Linked DNA regions of Mus musculus: region 2 is linked to region 1. A link is a contact called in public promoter capture Hi-C data. All regions are on one chromosome and are shown on one strand. The core of a region is the stretch at or near the end of the contact, and the rest is flanking DNA. Distances in the headings are between cores, read along the strand shown.

What was found. Promoter capture Hi-C pulls out the DNA fragments that hold promoters and counts their contacts.
Region 2: a promoter capture Hi-C map of cranial neural crest shows a contact between it and region 1. The contact joins the promoter of Stat1 here to the promoter of Slc39a10 in region 1. A contact is called at or near these places in 2 of 39 promoter capture datasets (cranial neural crest and pre-B cells).

Annotation. Positions count from the first base shown.
Region 1 is chr1:46,851,452-46,855,555 of GRCm38.p6, reverse strand. Slc39a10 (solute carrier family 39 (zinc transporter), member 10) reads left to right here and starts at 1,938. Exons shown (of 10, transcript NM_172653.3): 1 at 1,938-2,085.
Region 2 is chr1:52,117,284-52,121,529 of GRCm38.p6, reverse strand. Stat1 (signal transducer and activator of transcription 1) reads right to left here and starts at 2,092. Exons shown (of 25, transcript NM_009283.4): 1 at 1,907-2,092; 2 at 1,458-1,618.

The DNA.
Region 1 (4,104 bases), core at 689-3,188:
TACATGAAATAATACCGTGACTGAAGCTTTTAGCACTTTAGTTGCCACAATCTGAAATTCTCGAAAATCTTGAAAGGACTGTGAGAGATTGAGGAGTATGGAGGAATCCCATTAACAGCTGTAGCTACTAACTGCTCTCCATGGTCATACTTCAGTGTTTAACCAAGTATTTAGATGTACCTGTGCAAACCAGGTGAACATTGGTTTTGTAAACAAATAGCCCCAAATCACTGCTCGAAACTTGACTCAAGGGCTCTAACTTATTTGAAAAATGTTTATAAATATATATATATATATATATATATATATATATATATATATATATATATATATTGACAATGTGTTTAATCAAATAATTAGAAGCCTTAAAATACCATGGCAAATTGGATATTTTAATGCTTTGTACCCAAAGGATCTACTGGTAAACTCTATACAACTTAAGTCATTACTTTTTGTGTAATCCCCAGCTTAATTCATGGGTCTGAGGACTGTGGTCACTCTGCTATCTTCTTCCACTAATGTTGAGGCCTGAGGACTTATCAGAATGTCTTCCTTTGACAGCAGAGAAAGAGGAGTAGAAGAAGCTCACTGTGGTTTTAGCCACTCATTAAGCACTCGAAAGATGTTCCGTGTACAGGTAGAAAACAAAAGGCAAAACAGCTTCTTTCATGGAGTTCAAGTCAGCGAGACAGGCCACGTAGCCATACCGAATAGGTTTGGCTTTCTATGCCCCTCCTCGGTTCTCTCAGGCAAGTTACTTATTTCCTATGACTTTATTTCCTGGGTAGTCATTCTTCAGTCTGTTAGGAATATTAAATTAATACACACGCAAAGCATGCTGGAGGTACCTGATACATAAAGCTGGCAATTACTACTGCTCAGAGTTATATGCACTCTGTTCATCCATAAAGCAAGGCCAGAATTCACTTTCACTAGTAAATACGCTCAGCTTGAATACAGAAACACAGGCATCTGGGCAGAATACAAATAAGCCTAGACATGAATTAAGAGTCAGGAAGCAGAGTAATGAATAATGAAGCAAAGAGTTTGCCGAGCCTCCTTTTAAGAAAATTGTGGGTTGTTAGTTGCTTAAGAGGGGAGGAGGCCATTGAGAATGGCGGTGTGAGCAAAGGGATCCAAGAACAGGCAGGATATAAGCATGAATGCACCGGTGTTGCTGGGCGGATGGGGGGGGGGGGGCTTGCCTTTGGGTGTAAAACTGTTCCAGTAAGAGAAGGTGGTGGGAAGTCCTTGGATGGGTACCCAAAGCTACCAGAACTACGTGACATTTTTAAACTCAACTCCTTTCTGTTTGGGAAGTCCCACTGTAAGTGCTCTTTAAATGGGGGTGCGGTGGGGGGAGTTATGCAAAACACTTTGCACATAGCACTAAAGTTTAGTTTTGCCCAGAGACTGGCACGGTCGCTGGGACAGAGGGGGCGGAGTTAATTTAATATAGATGTCTAACCCGTGTACAGATCAGCAATCCTAATTGATCACTCCGAAACTTCGGCCTAGGACGCTCGTTCTCCAGGCTTCTACGTCTCATCCGCTAGCCCAAGGCCTCAGCAACCGACGTGCGAGGCCAGGCGAGGCGACCAAGGCCGTTCCACGCATGCGTTAAAAGCCGCCCCAACTCCCCCCAATCCCCGAGGAGTCCTTTCTCAGAACAAAACTAGCGCGGAGCTACAGAGCTCCGCAATTTGCGTAGATCTAATTTCTTCCAGTTGCCGCCAGTCGGTGTAGCTCCCGCCGGTGCCGCCGCTCTCCTACGCCAGGCGCGTCCGCGAAGTGAATGGCTGAACGCTGCCGGTGCGCCGCCGGCGTAGCGCCGATCAGGCCGAGGTGCGGCTGCGCAGGGCGCCCGAGCGGGCCGGGTGCGCCGCCGGCGTAGCGCTGAGGCGGCCAGGGTGCGGCTGCGCAGGGAGCCGGAGCAGGCTGAGTGCGCCGTCGGCGTAGAGCGCCGGCTCTCGCGCTAGGCTCCGCGACGCAGATAGCGCAGGCGGCTTTGGAGAATACACGACTGGGTGCAGCCGGGGTTTGGTACCGAGCGGAGAGGAGATGCACACGGCACTCGAGTGTGAGGTAACTATAAAACCCCGATTTGTTTACATTCCCTCCCCCAGAACCGGCCCCGTGCGCGGCGGAGCCTGGGAGTCCCGGGACGGCTGGGGAGGCTGGGCGGCCGGGTTGGGGCTGGCACCGGGGCCTCTGGGTTGGGACGCGTGTGTTCGCAGCTGCTGCAGGCGGTGGCGGCGAGCAGGAGAGCGGCGCGTGAGGCTGGGGCCAGCCGAGTGTGCCGCGTCGGCGGTGGGGGACCCGCGCCCCACGGCCTGCTGCGGGGCCGCGGAGCGGGCAGCGCCGGTTGAGGGCTGCGCGGGCTTCCCGCGGCCGCCGTACGGGGGACCCGGGACCCGAGGCAGGTCCCAGGGGCTCGTCTGCGGGGGGTAACGGACGGCGGCCGCTCAGCTCCGGGCCAACCGAAAAGGCTCGGTGGGGCGCGCGGGAACTGCGTGTGGCGCAGCCCACGGGTCCCGGAGCCGGGTTGTGGGGCGACCGTGGTGCGGCCGCGGGCTTTGTTCCCGGCCACCGGGGTGTAGGGTGGCGTGGGCGCGGTTGGGAGCGGAGGGAAGTGGCCGGCCCACCGCGGGGTCCGCATCCGCTCCACGCTTCGCTCCTCCCTTGGGGGGGGGGGGGTCTTCGGAACTCTCCAGCCTGGCGAGGCGTCGGGTGGCGTGACGTGGAAGGGCTTCCTGCGGCTTCTGAGAAGACGCGTTCACGTGGGAGCCTGTCCACATGGGCCGAGTTTAAGGAGCTGGGCACGTGGAAGAAATCTCACCGCAGGACGCCCCGCCACCGATTTGGAAGGGTCCTTCACCCCAGTGTCTGCTCCAAGTGACACAAAGCATGAGTTAAAAGACAGTACAACCCACCGTCTCCTAGAAACTTATTTATGTCTCCGTTAAGTGCGGTAACTAGCGGGTGACAGGTTTCTTGTATGTTTTCTTTTTGGATGTGTATCTAATGGTAATTAAGAAAAAGTAATACAAGAGCTGGAGGCTTAGAATTGTTAACAGTGCTATTGGGAAGCCTAAACAAAGCAGAACTTCTGTGTACAGAGTAATGTTAGGATTCCCGTAATCTACAAGTATTTGAGTACCTTGTGAGTCATTTCTCCTGGACCTTGGGAGTCCATCCCACACACCCCTCTTCCTATGTGCATTGGACATTACAGTAGGATGAAAGACACATCAGTGATAAAGTGATAAATGCTGTGAAGGAAATAAAATGTGCTGGTGGGCATTTTTAGCATTTGGTGTTTTCTAGAATAAGGGTCTTGGATTGTGACTATAGATTATTAAGGGTACATAAAGTTACATTGAAAGAGTTAATGGGAAACTATTTGGCTTTGATGGAGTAAGCCATACTTGAATAAAGCATTAAATATCAACGGTACTGGCCTGCCTAATAATGACTAACTTCAAACTAGCAAGAACTAAAAATTATACTTAAAGGATTTAAGTGTTTTGTATTACTGTAATTTTGGCCTGTATTCAGGAAGTTACATCCTCACCGAAAAGTAACTGAATTTCAGTGGTTTTAATCTCTCCCCAAATTGACAAAACTGAATTCTATCAACTAAGCGTGGTTAGGAACCCATGCGCAAGAATGAATGGTTTTGGTGCTACTTTAAAAGAGGTGGCAAAGACGATTTCTCAGGTGATACCTGAAGGCACAGATCTATAAACCCAGCTACTTTGGGAGCAGGGGTGGGAGGAGACTGAGGAAGGAAGCTGGCAAGTTAGAGTCCTGGAGCTTGTCTTAAAAGTTAAGTAAAAGAGCTGAGTGGTAGGAAACTTGCCCAGGGTTTGCACAAATCTACACTTAATTGTTAGTACTGCAAATAATGTATGCCTGTATGGATATGTATCATGAGCTATGCAGGTGAATACCCTTTATCTGAAATGTTCAGGACCAGAAGTGTTTTCAGCTTTTGTTTGTGAATTAGGAGATATTTGGATATATTAAATAATGGAGTGTTTCTTGGGCTAGGGCCCAATTCTGAACATAAATTGAACTTTTACTTTGTATAAGCCAGGGTAC
Region 2 (4,246 bases), core at 843-3,342, 5.3 Mb before region 1:
TGTTGTACAGGCAGACACATGTCGAGGTCAAAGTTAGTATCAGGATATCAGCCTCAATCTTTTCTCCAGTTTATTTTTTTGAGACAAGCTCGCCAGCAAACTCTGTGCTCCCCAACACTGAAGTCACAGAGGCATGTCACTATACCTGCCTTTTTTCTTTTGAATGTTGGTGATCCAAATTCAGGTTCTCATACTTGCACAGCTAGAACTACCTGCAGTAAGCCATGTTCAAGACCACACCTGAACTCATAGCACTTGGGAAAGCTGAGGCAAGAAGGCCACAAGTTCAAGGTCAGCCTGAGATGAATACTGAGCGCTTCTGAGGCTACACAGTGAGTCACTGGCTCAGAAAAAGAAATGTCTTTTTTTTTCATACAGCATTGCCAAATGCCATTTGAAAGAATAAAGTAATATTTGTCTCGTCAGATAAACATGAAGTCAGTTTTTATATTGTAATCCTAAAGGTTAAAAATTATAGCAATCCCTAAATTAAGGAAGTCTTGAGATAGAAACAAGTTACCTGTGACAATCATGTAACGGGATACACACCACTACACAATGGCACCACCACAATTCAGAGTGGGAGACTGTAGTAGCGCCAGACCTCTGAGGAAAGGTCTGTACTCTGATGGAGCATATGGGACTGTATGGATAAATACTTGTTTTCAAACACTCATGTGCAGGAATGAAGTCATGTCTGCTGCACAAATGCCCCTTCAAAGGATAATAAGGAAATGTCTACACTACAAAGCAAGCCGCCATTTCAAATACCATTGGAAAGGACTCCAGCCCACCACTGTGGCATGTCTGTAAACCTGAGACTGGCAAGACAGTCCTTAAACACCTGGCTCAGAGTCTGGAGTTGGCTCTTTCCTGTTTTCATGCCTCCAACAAACATTCTATCCTCCCGGTCTAGCCCGTTCTGCACAGACCACATTGTTTCCAACAATCTAGCAGAATTCCGTATAGATGGTACTTCTTCCTAAAACTGTCTATCCCTCCCACACATAACTTTCTTTGGCCTGTACCAGGCTGCCATTTGCACGGTTTTTAGCGCATGAACTTTCCACAGGAAGCTTGCTGTCTGCACGCATCAGAGCCTCTGAGGGGATATATTTTGCTATCAGCGTCCTCTGGACCCTACAGCGCCGGGCATATAGCCTAAGTGTTACTGAGCACAGAACCGTTTGTTCCGCTGAAACCTTGTATGTATCAGAAGGCGTAGGAAAGCAAAAGGCAAACCCCATGATGAACCTACAAGTCTGAGTCCTCATTGATCAATCAGGGCTCAAGTCATTCCTGCCAGATAAAAGCAATCTTCACCCATCCATTCACCTATCCCTAAACTTTTAGGTAGTGTTCGGGAGTATTTTAGATAGTGATTATACCATTAGTGGTTCTGCGGAACCTAAATACCACCTTTAAGTTTCAGAAAACCGGTAAGGGCTGATACATACTGAGATTCCAAATGCTTCCGTTCCCACGTAGACTTACTGGGCTGTCTCCGGGTGCAGGTTCGGGATTCAACACAAGCAATCACCACACACAGCAAGTTATATGCCAGTTGCATGCGCGGCGGCGTGGCGCCGGCTCAGGGTATGGAGCAGAGCTGAAACGACTGCAAAAAGAAGAAAATGTTACAGTGGTGGAAAGGGGCTGGAGGCAAGGCGAGCAAAGGTTAAGCGGGAAGGTGCAGTGTCTTCCGGGAGAAATGTCTATTGCACAAGTCATTTTACCCTAGAAGTGAGAACGGCAGGATAAGAGAGCCAAGCAGCGCCAAGAGTTGGGCAAGCGATCCGGCTCCTGGCGTTCTCTCTGCGGGATGACAGGTCACCTGTGGGCAGCAGACCCCAGGTCCGAGGAGAGGGCGCCCCACTTCCACCCGCACCCGCACCCGGATCCGCACCTGGCTCTCACTCACTCACTGCACGCAGGAGCTCGAGTCTGGGCAAATCTCTCTGCGCCGCTCAGCAGTGTCCCAAGTGGGTCTGAGGGGCGCGGTCCCGGAGGTCTCCAGGGAGCTTTGACAGACTCGGCGCTGAAAACCGAAAGTACCGGGCAGGAAAAAAGGCTAGAGGGCGTCCCGCCTCCTTCCGCCTCAGCCAATCAGCGGCAGAGATTGGCCGGCTGTTCCATCAGCGCACCGTCCCCCCCCCCTCGGCTGCTTGGCCTTCCTGGTCCGCGCGCTCCCTACCCGGCGTGCGAAACTTGGGGCGCCGCTGTGCGGTGCAAACCGCAGACAGGGGGTTGTGTTTACAAGGTTGGAAACTATAGGCTTGCGCAAGCTCAGTCTTGGAGATCCTGCATTAAGTAGGCGCATCACTGCGGGATTCAGAATTGGGGACTAGAGATTAACCTTCACGCTACTAAAGCCAGGGAGCTTAATTTACCAATTTGAAAACATTCAATACTTGCCTTTAACTCAGCAGCTACAGAGAACTTGCTCTTGCAGAGGACAGGGCTTGGATTTGCAGTGCCTGCGTAATGGTTCCCAACTCCAGTTCCAGGAGTCTAGTGCCCTCTTCGGACCTCCACTGACGTCAACCAAGCCTGCAAGAAGTACACATACACGCAAGCAAAACAAAAATGTCATGAAATAAAATAAATAATTCTAACTAATATGTTTAAGAAAAATAAAGCTTTACACAATTGACACCTCCATTACCGAAACTTTTGTCCCGCTTAGCCATCATGATGACAGGACCTCTTTGCTTCTTCCTTTCTCGCAGGACATCCCTCTGTCCCCCATCTCCATTATTAAACTACTAAACCAGAATGTGAGTCTCTTATCTACCCTTCTCCCGTTGTGCCTTTGATGACTGTCCCTGTAACTTCCATGTCCTGGAGCACTCCTAGATGTATACACACCCACTGCTTTCTTCCAAGTGTCACAGTTACCCTGTCCTTGGATATCTACTGAGTCTGTAAACCAACTGTACTCAAAACACAGGTTCCTCCTCATACCCCGTCTTAGTCTGGAACGGATGAGGGCCAAGCCATAGACGTTGCCCATTTAGTCCCGGACACTTGGTCCTCGAGCCTCGGTTGGTCTAGCTCCTGTTTCTACCTCTTCCACCACCCCGTCCTCTTACCTGGATCATTGCTGTGGCTTTTCTGGTGACTGCTTGACTTTGGCTTTTCACTCCCTTTTAATTTATCTGCCATACACTCATTTGGGTGATTTTTTTTTAAATCTAATTGCAATGCTGATCATGTCATGCCAATCTAAAAATTTCATGATGGCTTTTCTTGCTTGGTCTTAGACAATTCAAATTTCTCAATATATTCTCTAAAGCCATGTTCCCCTATCACTTTCTTTAATCTCAGCTTGTGCTACTCTGTTTTCATTGCTTAGTACAGCATTTTTATTCTTTGAATAAGCAAAACTCTTTCCCCAAACTCAATCTTCTCACCAGCAGTGTTCTCTTTGAAAAGTCCTCTAAGCCAACATCTGTATTCTCAAATTCTTTGAGGAGTCACTAACTCATGTTAAAATCTAGGATCAATTGGGTGCTGATGGCAGACAGCATTAATCCCAGTACTAAGCAGGCAGAGGTAAGCTGATTCCTGTAAGTTCGAGGCCAGCCTAGTCTAAAGAGTGAGTTCCAGGACAGCCAGGGCTACACTGAGAAACCCTGTCTTGAAAAACCCAAAATCAACCAACCAACCAAAGAACAAACAAAAACCCCTCAGATCAAATGTCACTTTTCTACATAGATATCACAGAGGACCAACTAGGTCTTCTTAGAATGCACACCTAGAGAATCAATTGTTTCCTTGAAACAGATGGAATTTGAATCATGCCTTGAACAGCACCACTTTAGTTGGCAAAAGATCTAAGTAATTTCCCAAGGATGTGTATATATGTGTGCACGTATATTATAGCCTTTATAGATGGATATAGTCTATTTTCTTGTCACACGTGCACCCTCACAAAGGCATCACAGAACTGACTCCTGGTCAAGATCGTCCACAAATGTCCCTGCCTTTCTTCCTGTTTGGTGGTTGTCTAATGACCCAATCACATTTGTTTATATTTTCTCTCAAGGTTTTCATATTTTTGAAGTGTCCAAGTCTTATTATCTGTAAGAGTTACAGTTTCTGGAAGGAAATCACTTTCTTATTTTGTAGGTACCACCGTGTAAGACATCAGCTGTTAAACTGGTCAGGGGAAAGCCTGTCTCACTATGTCTCAATCCTCCTCAAAGAACTACAGGCCACTGAGGAAACCTGGGAGCCGGAGTGC